2 separate regions of the Astyanax mexicanus genome follow, and region 1 is linked to region 2. The links are chromatin contacts, called in public Hi-C maps. All regions are on one chromosome and are shown on one strand. The core of a region is the stretch at or near the end of the contact, and the rest is flanking DNA. Distances in the headings are between cores, read along the strand shown.

Evidence for each region. A called contact is a pair of places that touch in the nucleus more often than the background predicts.
Region 1: a contact with region 2 is called in a Hi-C map of muscle, with 11 times the contacts expected there. The contact joins the enhancer-like site here to the promoter of rasa3 in region 2. A contact is called at or near these places in 2 of 3 Hi-C or Micro-C datasets (both in muscle).

The regions. Positions count from the first base shown.
Region 1 is chr21:18,887,940-18,894,270 of AstMex3_surface, forward strand. The region is part of intron 7 of rasa3 (RAS p21 protein activator 3); the gene reads left to right. Among protein-coding and RNA genes, the nearest start is that of pros1, 34 kb to the right of the region's middle. Within about 2 kb of position 3,827, the one cell type or tissue checked has an H3K27ac peak away from gene starts, as active enhancers do.
Region 2 is chr21:18,825,376-18,831,723 of AstMex3_surface, forward strand. rasa3 (RAS p21 protein activator 3) reads left to right here and starts at 2,000. Exons shown (of 25, transcript XM_022674866.2): 1 at 2,000-2,264. The coding sequence starts at 2,210.

The DNA of each region.
Region 1 (6,331 bases), core at 2,577-5,076, 64 kb after region 2:
TTCATGGTCTATTCTAATAGACAACAGCTTAACAATAAAAATAAAGGAAATACATGATGTCCATTGCAATGGATGCAGGGTCTGAAAGGGTTAACATAGTGCCAGTCAAAAGTTTGGACAGGCGCACAGTTTTATAAGGCGCACTATCAAAAAACGTCTATTTTGGATTATAACAGGGGTGTCGCTATGTTTCCCTTCTAATTCAGCAGGTAAGTAAAGCTAAGCTTAGTAAACGAAACTGTAATTCTTAAGAAAAACACTTTATTTCAAAGTCAAACAAGCTCTGGATGTAAATCTACACAGATTTCTCTGCTGAAAACTGTTTATTTGGGTGAGTAAAGCGTTTCCGTATATCCACAGATTTCCACTAAGGCTGGGCATTAGCATTAGCAGCTTATCGCTAGTGCTAGCCACTGCCTAACAGCGCTACATTGAGGAACCCTAATTGTTCCGGTAAGCCAGGGTGATATTAGCTAACAGTTCATCTCACGAAGCTTGTATTAGCACGGTTAACACAGTCCGATATGCTACCGTCTGAAGGTTGAAAGAGCTAGCTCTTAGCACTTTTAGCGGCTAATGCTAATGCTGCTAAAGCAGTTAAGAGGAGCTCAGCACATCTAAAACTCTTTTAGGAGAGGTGAAGAACCATTCCATGTTCTACCTCATAAAGCCGACTGATAGAATAATGCATAAAGTGAGCAAAGCTGGCATCAAAACAAAATTGCTACTTTTGAATTGAAAGTATAAAACATATTTTGGCTTGTTTAACAGTTTTTGCATATGTGTTCCCTCATAATTTAGATTCCTTCAGTGTCTGGAGTAGAAGTAAAAAGTCATCTGAAAAAGAATTACTCCAGTAAAGTATAGATGACAAATGCAGAATATCCTTTATAGAAAAAAAAACAAAATGCAGTGCACAAAGTATAGTGTACTTAACTATGACTTAATAACTATACAGTTGGGCTAAACATTACTCTACAATATTAAAATTATACATTCCTTTTACAGGTTCATACATTTGAAATTGTTAAAGGTCACCTTCCGTCGTTTTTTCTTTCATTTTAAAATGTCTAGTTGTGGTCTCTAGTATGAATGAATGACATGTGAGCCGTTTTTGTAAAAAAAAAGTGCTCAGGTGTCTCTGTATAGCTCTTTTTTAATGGACTGTTTTAGGGGTGTGTCCAAAATGACCGGATTCCAGCTTTGCTCATGAATATTCATACATGCAAACAGCATGCAAATATCTCTCCTCTGATTGGCTAGGAGCACTGCGACGCCCCTCCACCGCTCTGCCGCTCACTGCCTCCCACCTCCTAACTGATGAGCGGTGATGTTGCGTCGCTTCAGCTCCGCCTCTGGGAGTTTCTCGAGCCAAGGTGGGCTGGTCTGTGAGTTTCTGCCTACGTAGGCAGAAAGATAATTCAAAATTCACCCGTTTTTCGGAGGGGGGGAGGGGGGATTTCTTTGCTTAGCTCCTGCAGACAATGGGGGCTGCAAAACAGTTTAAAGTGCAGGTGTACACATTCAACTCGGAGAGACCTACTGTATTCCACAAAAAACAAGAAAAATCGGATTTTCGCGGAAGGTGAGCTTTAAGGAACATCTTAAGGTGCATTAAGGAACTTTCTTAGTAGCCTATTAGTGTTATTTTGTTTGTGTGAAAAAACTTTTTAAAACTACCCCACATGCTTTCTTGTGAATCTGTATGATATAACAACCCTGTTATGTGTTCTGTTAGCCCCGTGTTTAATCTTGTGCTCATCGATATTTCAGAAATTTGTCAGAAAGCTTTTCTTCTGTTTCATTTTGAATCACAGATTCAACTTTTAGCAGTTTGTGGTTTTCCACTTGAAGAGCGTCCACACCCTCATTTCCTCCCTTAAACAGACAAGACATCATTTACATGCCATGCACAACTCAGACTGTGAGAAACTGCTTTGTTTACGAGGCAGCAGAATAAATTGAGTTTGGGTGGTACACTAAAAAAATGACATTCAAATCTCCACAAAAATATTGCTAATATTAAAATCCAGGATTTTGCTTGATTCTTATTTAGTCTTATTTAGCAATGTCATCGCTTCTTTCAAGTTCAGAATGTAGACTACTTTTTATTTATGCTTAAATATGGATAAAAGCTTATGAATAACAGTTTCGCTACAATAACGCTACTTTCTTCTCTGCGTTGCTGTCTCTTTTTTGAAGCATACGTTTGCCAAGTTTCCTTTCCTGTAGGCCATAATTCCCCTGCATGCTGCTAACTGCTCTATGTAACTTTGATGAAGCAAAAAATCGCAAAATTATACTCCGAACTTCTGCAAAACTGAGCATGAATCTAGTCAGGCAAATATGTCAAAGATTACAGGTATGAAACAATAAGAAACTGGGTCTTATAAACAAGAGGGTATACAAATTATTCTCAAATTAAGAAGGGTCTCAAAGGCTACTTTTGGGTAGTGTACCTCTTGGTGAAAGATCTGTGACTGCTAAACATGCCTCTACGACACATTATGAGGAGTAATCTGAATATTTTGTACAGAGAGAATAGGATTCAGCAATCTTTCCTTCTTCCTTTGCATATCTTTCTATTTTAATGAAGTTGACTTTTTTTATTCAAGTGGTACTTGAACATAGTTTACAAAGAATAATCATATTTAAATATAAATAAAATCCTATTGGGAAAATATTATATTAATACTGGGCAGAATACCGGTTCATCTGGTATACCGGAGGAGAAATGAACCAGTATGCTTTTTTCACAAACCACCATACCACTAGAGGTGCTGCGGAGCGCTGTGCAGAACAGCACCACTAAAGAAGCATACTGGCATAGCTCGCTAGCTAATGCTAGCCAGTTAGCATAACAAGCTAACACCCTGGAAGCTCAACTCTGTGAAGTCAAACGCTCGTCTAGGCCTGTGCTGTCTTTAAAGAAATGAGAACAGTACTTTATCTAAGGAGCTCCTGCTGCAATTCCTTCTGTATGAGTGTTTTTATCAGAGAAAAATAAAAAAAACAACAGCAAACAGCGGTTGCTTACTCAGAAAGGAGGTCCCTTTTAAATATTTAGCATTTTGAATTCTTAAACATTAAGTAGTTTTTAAAATGTTAGTGTTTATGGAACTATTTAAATATTTAGTTTTGTAAAGGAAGCCGTGTTATGGTTGCTGGTGTATCTCTATCTAAGGTCTATTGTTTACATTCTTTAGCCGTTTTTCTGTTAATAAAGTCTTATTTCTTTATATATTGTGTCATTTTGTGGGACAAAGTAAATCCGATAGAAACCAAAGAAATTTAAGGCCTTGGTGTTTTATTTTATATACACTCCTAACAGTAGAGTATGAAACAAACCTATAGTAAAGCCCAGTCATTTAAAAATATATAAATAATAATAATAATAAAAATACAGTGATATACTGTGAAACTGTCACAATCTTGAAAAATATAAATTTTTGGTCATACAACCCAGATCTTACAAATATTTATTTTTACATTCAAAAACACAATATTAAAAGTTTTACAATTTTCAATACTTTACATCAATCTATGTTTTACTGAGTTTCAGTGACGACCTCGGTTGTTCTAACCTGACTCTCAATACCGCCCTCCACCATTAGACCCACAGATAGTGAGAAGTGATAAGTGGTGGTTTACCGCAGAAAGGAAAACAAAGAGAACGAAAGAGCAAGAACGAGGGGAAAGGAGAAACAGAACGTATCCACACCCCTGTGCTCGCTCTTGCTTGGTGAAGCGTTCCTTTCTGAGAAACCACAGCAGGGCTGTTGATGTAGTGAGCTCTCGAGGGAGTGCCGCGTGCGCTACGCGAGCCAGCGGAGGCGATAGCATCTCGCCACGGACAAACTGACCACTCTCTCTCCCCCTCTCTCTGTCTCTCTCTCTGTCTCTCTCTCTCTGTCTGCACGCCTTTCCGTCCACAGCTCTCTGCTCCACCCTGATGTATGTCTGTTTTGGACAGAACCCGCTAATAGCCCCCCTGACACTGGCACGCAAACACACACAGGCCAGCGAATGAGAGAAGACAACAGAGTGATTGATTCTGACAATCTGAGGCGTACAATTCATTCACTGTTGATCTCTTCCTCCACAGAGTCAGAGTCTTTCCCCCACACACAGGACATGCTTCAACTCGCCTCACACACACTCTGGACACACAGTATCGAAATAAGCATCTTGCCAGTGATCCACTTATTAATTTGTTTCAAGCAACAATATGTAGTATTTTACCGTAAACTAATTCTTCAAAATCATTGTGATGCTCCCATACTGTTTGTATTTGTGTCTACTATAGGCGTGGCGTGCTGCTACCTGCACTATGTAACTTTGGTGACACAAAAAAACTCAAAAATACACTTTGAACTCCTGCAAAATTTGAATTAAGCATGAATTAGGTGGATTACAGGTGTGAACTGATTGGACACAGGAGGCTCTATTTTAATGACCTATAGGCAAGGCGTCAACCGTGCGTGTGTCTTTGCTATCAAAAGAACACAAAAATTTATGCTGTGTGCAGCTCACAATGCGCAAGAGGTATGTACTAATTCTCTTCATTAATCACGGGTGTGTTTTGGGCGTAACAGGAAATAAACCAATCAGCATGTCTCTTACCATTTCCTTTAAGAGCCAAGTGCACTCTGACTTTGGCACCTGCGAAGCTATGATAGGAATGGGTGTCTGACTGGTGACTGTTGTCAGGGTTTTAATCAGTGAGTGACGCACCTCTGTTGCCAAGATAGCAATACGCCAGAATTGTACCTGAACACACTGAACACACATCTCTTTCAGACATCCACACTCATCAGCCTAGATATACAGTGGCATGAACAAGTATTTGCCCGTTTACAGATTTCTTTTGTTTTTGATTTTTTGTCATACTGATATTTTTCCAATTATTAAACTTTAATAGCTTTAATATCAGACAAAGATAACCTGAGTAAATACAAAAAGCACTTTTTTTAAAAAGAAAAAACTATCCAAACCAATTTATCCCAGTGAAAAAAAGTGTTTGCCCCTAAATCTAATAACTTGGCAGCAACAACTCCAGTTTATCGGTAACTGACAATGAATCTTTCACATCTCTGTGGAGAAATTTTGGCTCCACTCTTCTTTCCAGAATTGATCTAATTCAGCCACGTTGGAGGGTTTTTAAGCATACTGCTCGCCCACAAACAGCAAAGATGTCCCAGTCAAGATGACTCTCGAGTGTATTATTGCGATTCCCCAATAAATAAAATTATAATCGCTTACATACAGTATATAATCAATACATTCACATAAAGTTTCATTCGTTTTACCTCAATCGGAACTGAATCGGTAAAACTGGAGCATTTCTGCGCTACTTTTTTTGTTTCTTTACATCCATGATTAAAGACATGAAGTGTTTTTGTGAGGTCTACTGTCCTAGCCACTTAACTCCAAGCTATAAATAGCAGCTGACTGAGATGTGAATATTGGCCGTGTTTCCTGTCTACACTTGTTGAGGGCCAGCCACTGCCAGGCACATAAATAGGTGTAGAAACATTGCTTTTAACAACAATTGTGACATTGTCTCGGGGCAAACGTGCCTCACATCAGTGTTTTCCACCCCCTTTTCCTTCAGCAGCTCATTGCACATTTCCGTGTTTCCCCAACGTTTACATACCTGACTCAACCCATGAGCTCATGAGCCTCCTTCTAAAAATATATATAAATTTTCAGCTTTGATAGATCATATCCGTTAAAGCAAGGCCTATTGTAACATTCACTTTTAGGTTTAAATTTAGCTCTACTCTCTCTATATAGCGACAGACCTTTTACGGTCTAACCACATGAAGTTGCACAACAACCACTTTACAACACTCTGGCAAATCACTTATGAAACCATATAAACCATTATAGCAACCTCCTGAAATACTGTACTACAATAGCAACCACTTGAGCTGAAACATGGAACACCTCAGCAACCACTTTCCAGAACTATAGAAACTACCTAACAACCTCATAGCAACCACCTGGGGTTCCATATCAACCATCTAGCAAGCAACAGCCATGCAACCTCATAGCAATCACTTGGGATAACAACTAGCAATCCTGTAACACCATAGCAGCCACATAGCAACCATCTCATCCATCTGGCAACCACCTTACTAGCTTTCTAGTCTGGTTAGAGATCATTAAAAAAGTATGGGATTCTTTGATTTTACCAAATTGAAAACCTCTGGAATATAATCAAGAGGAAGATGGATGATCACAAGCCATCAAACCAAGCTGAATTGCTTGATTTTTTGCACCAGGAGTGTCGTATAGCTATCCAAAAGCAGTGTGTAAGACTGGTGGA
Region 2 (6,348 bases), core at 750-3,249:
GGTCATAACCAAGCTATGTTAATGAACAAGTTTCTAGTGGCTGAAAAATATACAGTGAGCAGGGCTGGATGAAATGATCAAAACAACTTTATTTCGGTATATACAATATAATTCCGATATTAATATATACAATATAAAAGCCACAAACAAACGGCCAAATAAGCGATTTATTCAAAAAAGTTAATTATTGTACTGCCTAATATTGAGGTGACAAGATCAGATTCGGAGGCCATAAGATAATATTTTGAGCCAATAAGATATAATAATACATAAAATAATACTTTGAGGTCTTACAATAATATTTTGAGGCCACAAGACAATAATGTGAGGGCATATGATAATCTGATGCCATACAATAATATTTTGAGTCTTTAAGCATATTTTTTTCAGGCCATAAGATAATATTTTGAAACCATTAGATGTTTTAAGTCTTTAATATAATAGTTTAAGGACATAAAATATACTTTTACTGCCTTACAATAATATTTTGAGGCCATAAAATAATAATTTGAGGGCATATGATAATCTGACGTCATACGAGTATTTTGAGTCTTTAGGATAATACTTGAATGTCCTAAGATAATAGTTTGAGGCCATAAAATAATATTTTCAGTCTTTAAGATAATATTTTGAGGCCATACGATATTTTGAGTTTTTAATATGATGGTCTAAAACCATAAAACTATTAGTTGGGGACTTACAATGATATTTTGAGGCCACAAGATTTAATTTGAGGGTGTGTGATAATCTGTGGCCATACAATAGTATTTTGACACTTTAAAATAATAGTTTGAGGCCACAATATAATATTTTGAAGACACAAGCTATTTTCTTAGGACATAAGAATAGTTTGAGGCCATACAGTTATAATTTAAGGCAATACACTAAAATTTTGAGGCTGTATGATAATAATTTGAGGCCACACTATAATATTTTGTGTCTTTAAGATAATATTTAAAAGCCATGGGATTATACTTATATTTTAAGGCCACAAGATAATAATCTAAGGGTATATGATAATAATTTAAGGACATAGAATAATATTTTGAGTCTTTCAGATAATATTTTGAGGCCATAAATTTCTAGTTTAAGGCTACATTATATTATTTTGAGTCTATAAAATAATATGTTGCGCCCACAAGATAATAGTATTAGGCCGTAAGACAGTATTTTGAAGACACAAGATATGTTTTCAGGACACAAGTATAGTTTGAGGCAATACAGTTATAATTTCAGGCAATACAGTAATATCTTGAGGTCGTAAGACAATAATTAGAGGCCATATTATAATAATTTGTAATATTAATATTTTGAGACCATGAGATAATAGTTTGGGGCCATGAGGTCCTGAATCAATTTAACATGCATTATGCATTAATTCAAATAAAGCTGGGCAAGTACATTTAAAGATATTTCACAATATATACCTTACAAAATAGATATGTAAATGTTGCATGCTATTTCTGTTAAAATGAATGCAAGTCTGTTTTTATACTTTTTTCATTTTCCAGAAGGACTTGGCACACTGCCCACACTGCCAAAGGTACCAATTGGTCTTATATAATATTGTAATTTTCTGAGACACTGTTATTTATATATTTTTTAATTTTTATTGTTTGTAAGCTATTATGATAATCATCAACAATAAAAGAAATAAACGCTTAAAATAGATCACTCTCTGTGTTATACATCTATATAATAATATATGAGTTTCACATTTTTAGTAACTGAATTACTGAAATAAAGCAACTTTTTAATGATATTCTATATATATTTTTTAGATGCACTAGTACAGAACACACAGTGAATTTAAGGTGTGTCCAGACATTTGAATGTTTTCGTTCATATAAGCGTTTATAAAAAGGAGAACGTGACAAACAGTGCGTTTACCCACCAAAACAATGGACTGTGTAGTGTAAGTGGAGAAGTGAATCGGCTCAAATGATTCACTGAGCGGAAGGATCCGCTCGCTGTAAAAGATCCGAGTCTCTGGTGAGTCTGACAGTGGCGCTGTTCAGTGATCAGTGTGAGCGGTGTGTGTGAGCAGTGTGATTTTCGCTGTGCTCTGTTAGAGGACCGGGCTGAGGGAACTACTGCCGCCGCTGCTGCTTCTTCTTCTGCGGGAACAGACGGGGACTATACGCCGCGAGGAGCCGCGGAGACACGGCGGAGGAGCCTAAGAGGGACAGAGAGCCGCGGGGCTGCAGGCATGGCGGTGGAAGAGGAAGGTCTGCGGGTTTTTCAGAGCGTCAAAATTAAAATAGGTAAGGCAGGCGCGCGCTCTGGGAACGTGCGCGGCTCGCGGCTGCTGTTGTGTGTGGCGCGTGCGGCATGTTTTTTTGATCTTTCAGATTCTGATTTGAACTGCGCTCCGTGTTCGGTCGTTTGAATCAGATTTGGCGCCGTTATGAATCCAGTTCATACCCTGGATACACACACACACACAGCCTGGCGCGTTCAGGACACATGTCTCTGTGTGTTTGTGTTATTGCACTGTTATAAGCGAGCTACGCTCTGTTTATAACACACTAAACCAGAGCATGAACTCTCCTCACACACTGCAGTAGTCTAGTCCTAACCGGGGGGTTTGTGTATATTCAGCGTTATGAAGCTAAACCCGGGTCTAAATAGCTCTCTGTCTGCGTCCAGATGTTAGGTAAGCTAGTTAGTTAGCCAGCTCTGCTCGTCTAAACCGTTTAGAGCCCGGTTCTGACTCTTAAATTAGTGTTTTTTCATGTTCTTTTATCATATTCTGGTTGTTTTCCCTCTTCAGAGCTTTTCCTTTCCCTCATGGATTCCCTTCTTTCCCACGTGAGTCTCCATAATCTCTATAGTCTGTCTCCATAGATCTGCTCACACTGTCACACAGCAGCAGCTACATCACCACCACCATCATCATCATCATCATCAAACACAGGATTGTTAACTGGAATTACTGATGAAAAGGGCACTAATGCTACAGCAGTTCCTTTCTTGGCATCTAGATATACAGCTCTGGAAAAAATTATAAGAGACTACTTCTGTTTCTAAATCAGTTTCTGTGATTTTGCTATTTATAGGTTTATGTTTGAGTAAAATGAACATTGTTATTTTATTCTATAATAGTGCTGCAGCTATTGATTATTTTGGTGTTCGACTAATCTGATCATTTATTTTTTGCGATTAGTCGATTAGTCAACGACTATATGACTAATAATCAGAGCTTTCAGACCTCAGCTAATGCAAAGAAAACAAGTTCATATTCATAAAGTTTTAAGAGTTTATAAATCAAAATTTGGTGGGAGAACCCTGGTTTTTAATCACAGCTTTCATGCATCTTGGCATGTTCTCCTCCACCAGTCTTACACACTTGATTATATTCCAGAGGTTTTCAATTTGATAAGATTAAATACACTAATCATTTTTAAGTAGTCTCTTATTTTTATCCCAGAGCTGTATATGGGATTGTTTAAATATAATTTAGAACACTGCCATCTAGTGGTTCTGCTTTAAACGTAACATGAAATAAACCAATGTCTACCACCAATCTTCGCATTAGAACTAGTACTTAGAAACTGATTCTGTGATAATGTTTTTCAAAAAGATAATACAGCTAATTGCAAAACAAAACAGTACATCAATATATGTTGATATTTTCTTATATTGTTAAAAATAATATGTAATAAATAAAAGTGTATGTGAGGAAAAAGGCCAAGGAAGATTGATCAAGTGTTAGTTCACTCTTTACAGTATAGCAGATAGCAGTGTCTGTGTGTTTATTGTAAACACTGAAGATGAGTTACAGGACAGTACTGTACGTACTGTGCTTATTAATTGCATTAAAGCTGGATTTAAGTCTCAGTCTGAATGGGTCTTTTTGTTATCAAGCTTGGATTTGATACAGACATTCCTAACAAATATGGCAGGGATCGCTAAGCATGTCCTCACATTTTGTACATGCAAAACGAGGACATGCACAGCCCGGTGCACAAGCCACCCACAGGGTCTTAGCTTGCTATGCAGGTAGGGGTACATTGTTGTGGTGAATGCTTCAACACAGGCTTGCACTCTGGATGAATGCTAGAACGCAAGACCACACATTGCAAAGCCACGTGTTTCACTGTGTGCATGACCTGCAGCATCAAAACAGTGCGTCTATGCGTGTGTGTGTGTGTGTGTGTGTGTGTTTGTGTTTTTGCTGTTGCTTTGGTTTCTAGATGTATGGGATGTTTAAATAGGTGGAAGTGTCACTACTGGTAGTGAACATCCCATGGCCACTTGAACAGTGAGATTTGTATTTGTTGACACAAAGCGTCATGTCTTAACCTTAGCATTTTAAAACTCTGATAAAAGACTGATATCATTTCCTGGGGATTATAATTCAGTAATTACATGGAATCAATGTAAGCTGTCTGAGTTATCATTGTGAAGTCATAGGACAAATTATAGTTACATCACAATAACAGAAGAGTGACATCCAGGAGGATAATGCCAGCAGACCTGCACTGATACAACATGATTTCCCAAGGTAATAACCCAACAACTTTAGTTATTTTAGAACTAAATGTCTTAACATAAAGAGGTGGGACAAAATATCAATATTGCAATATATTGTATTGTTTTTGTTTGTGACTCAGTATTGTTACTGAAAACTAAAACTAGACGGCTTTCATTAAATTTTCCTTAGCCATTAAATTATATACAGCTTTGGAAAAAAATAAAAGACCACAAAATAGTGGGTTTCTTTAATTTTATAAACTGTAACCATATAAACCATATCAACACTCCAAGCACTTAAAAAAAACTTTTTATCAGGCGTGTATCTATGAGCTGTTTGGATGGTGTCCTTATTGTGACATCAGAACCTCACCCATCAACCGCCACCAGAGCCTTGTCCACTTGATTAGTTGAAGAAACTTCATTTTGGTCTGCTGGTTAAAAATCCCAGACAGTACACAGCAGGATTAGCCAGCAGACTTTGTCTGAGGGAGGGATCTGTACCTGCTGTTTTTTGTGCTTTTGTAACAGTTAAGCAGGAACTAGCTTGTTTGTTATTAATATAAACTTGTTTTCTTTGCATTATATGAGGTCTGAAAGCTCTGCATCTTTTTAGTTTTTTCAGCCATTTCTCATTTTCTGCAAATAACTGCTCTAAATGACAATATTTTTATTTGGAATTTGGGAGAAACGTTTTTCGTAGTTTTTAGAATAAAACAACAATGTTCATTTTACTCAAACATTTACCTGTAAATAGCAAAATCTGAGAAACTGATTCAGAAACTGATGTGGATATTTTTTCAGAGCTGTGTGCTGCAGAACAAAACATAGTACAATGTGCAGCCATAATACAAAGAATATAAATATTCTAAATAAATAAAACTGAAAATATCACTGCTTTTAAACAAATGGAACAGATACCAAACAGAGACAAATGTAAGCATGAGGCAGGCTTGTTACAATGGAGCATCATCACAGTGTGTATTGTGGAGATTTGAAGATGCATCACAGTGAATTAGCGCATTATCGCATTAATTGCGAGATCTAAAGCAGCTGCATTGTTCAAACATCAAAGCTTTCAAACGAGCGGCACCAGTCAACACTTCACACCCCACTTCAGCACCATTCATACCATGCGCCACACTCCTCCCCCCTCCCACACTGTAAAAAAAAACACCGTAAAATTTACGGTAAAATACTGGCAGCTGTGGTTGCCAGAATTTTACCGTAAAATAAACGGTTGCCAAGAATTATACTGTAATATCTTTTACATGGCAACCGTTTATTTTACGGTAAAATTCTGGCAACCACAGCTGCCAGTATTTCACCGTAAAATAAACAGTTGTAAATGTATAAGATATTACAGTTTAATTCTTTTCAACAGTAAATTTCACATTCATAAACCGTTTTGTTTACAGTATATTCTTGTAAAAAAAAAAGGATATTACATTGTAAAAAGCCTACTGTAAAAAAAATTCTTGTCAAATTTACGGTGAAAAATTGGCAGCTGTGGTTGCCATTTTTTACCGTAAAAAATACAGTGATATTGTATATGGCTTTACAGTAAGGTATTTTAACACTTGTAATAACAACAGTTTGAAAATGTACCAATAAAGAGGAGTTACTGTTAAAATAACGGTGAAATTGAATTTATTGTCCAATTTTATGGTCAATTTTTGTTAAAACACTTGGTATGTGGTTGTGCAATAATTTTGATTCTCGCTGTAAACGTGTGTTGTTAACAACATACAGTTTTAAACAGCATGATCTTTATCAAAATCATTTCATTAACTGGACTACTGCTCACTTACAGCACAGAGATGTGCTCGGAGAGTAAAATCACTAATATACTCATAGTGTAAAACCCAGCCA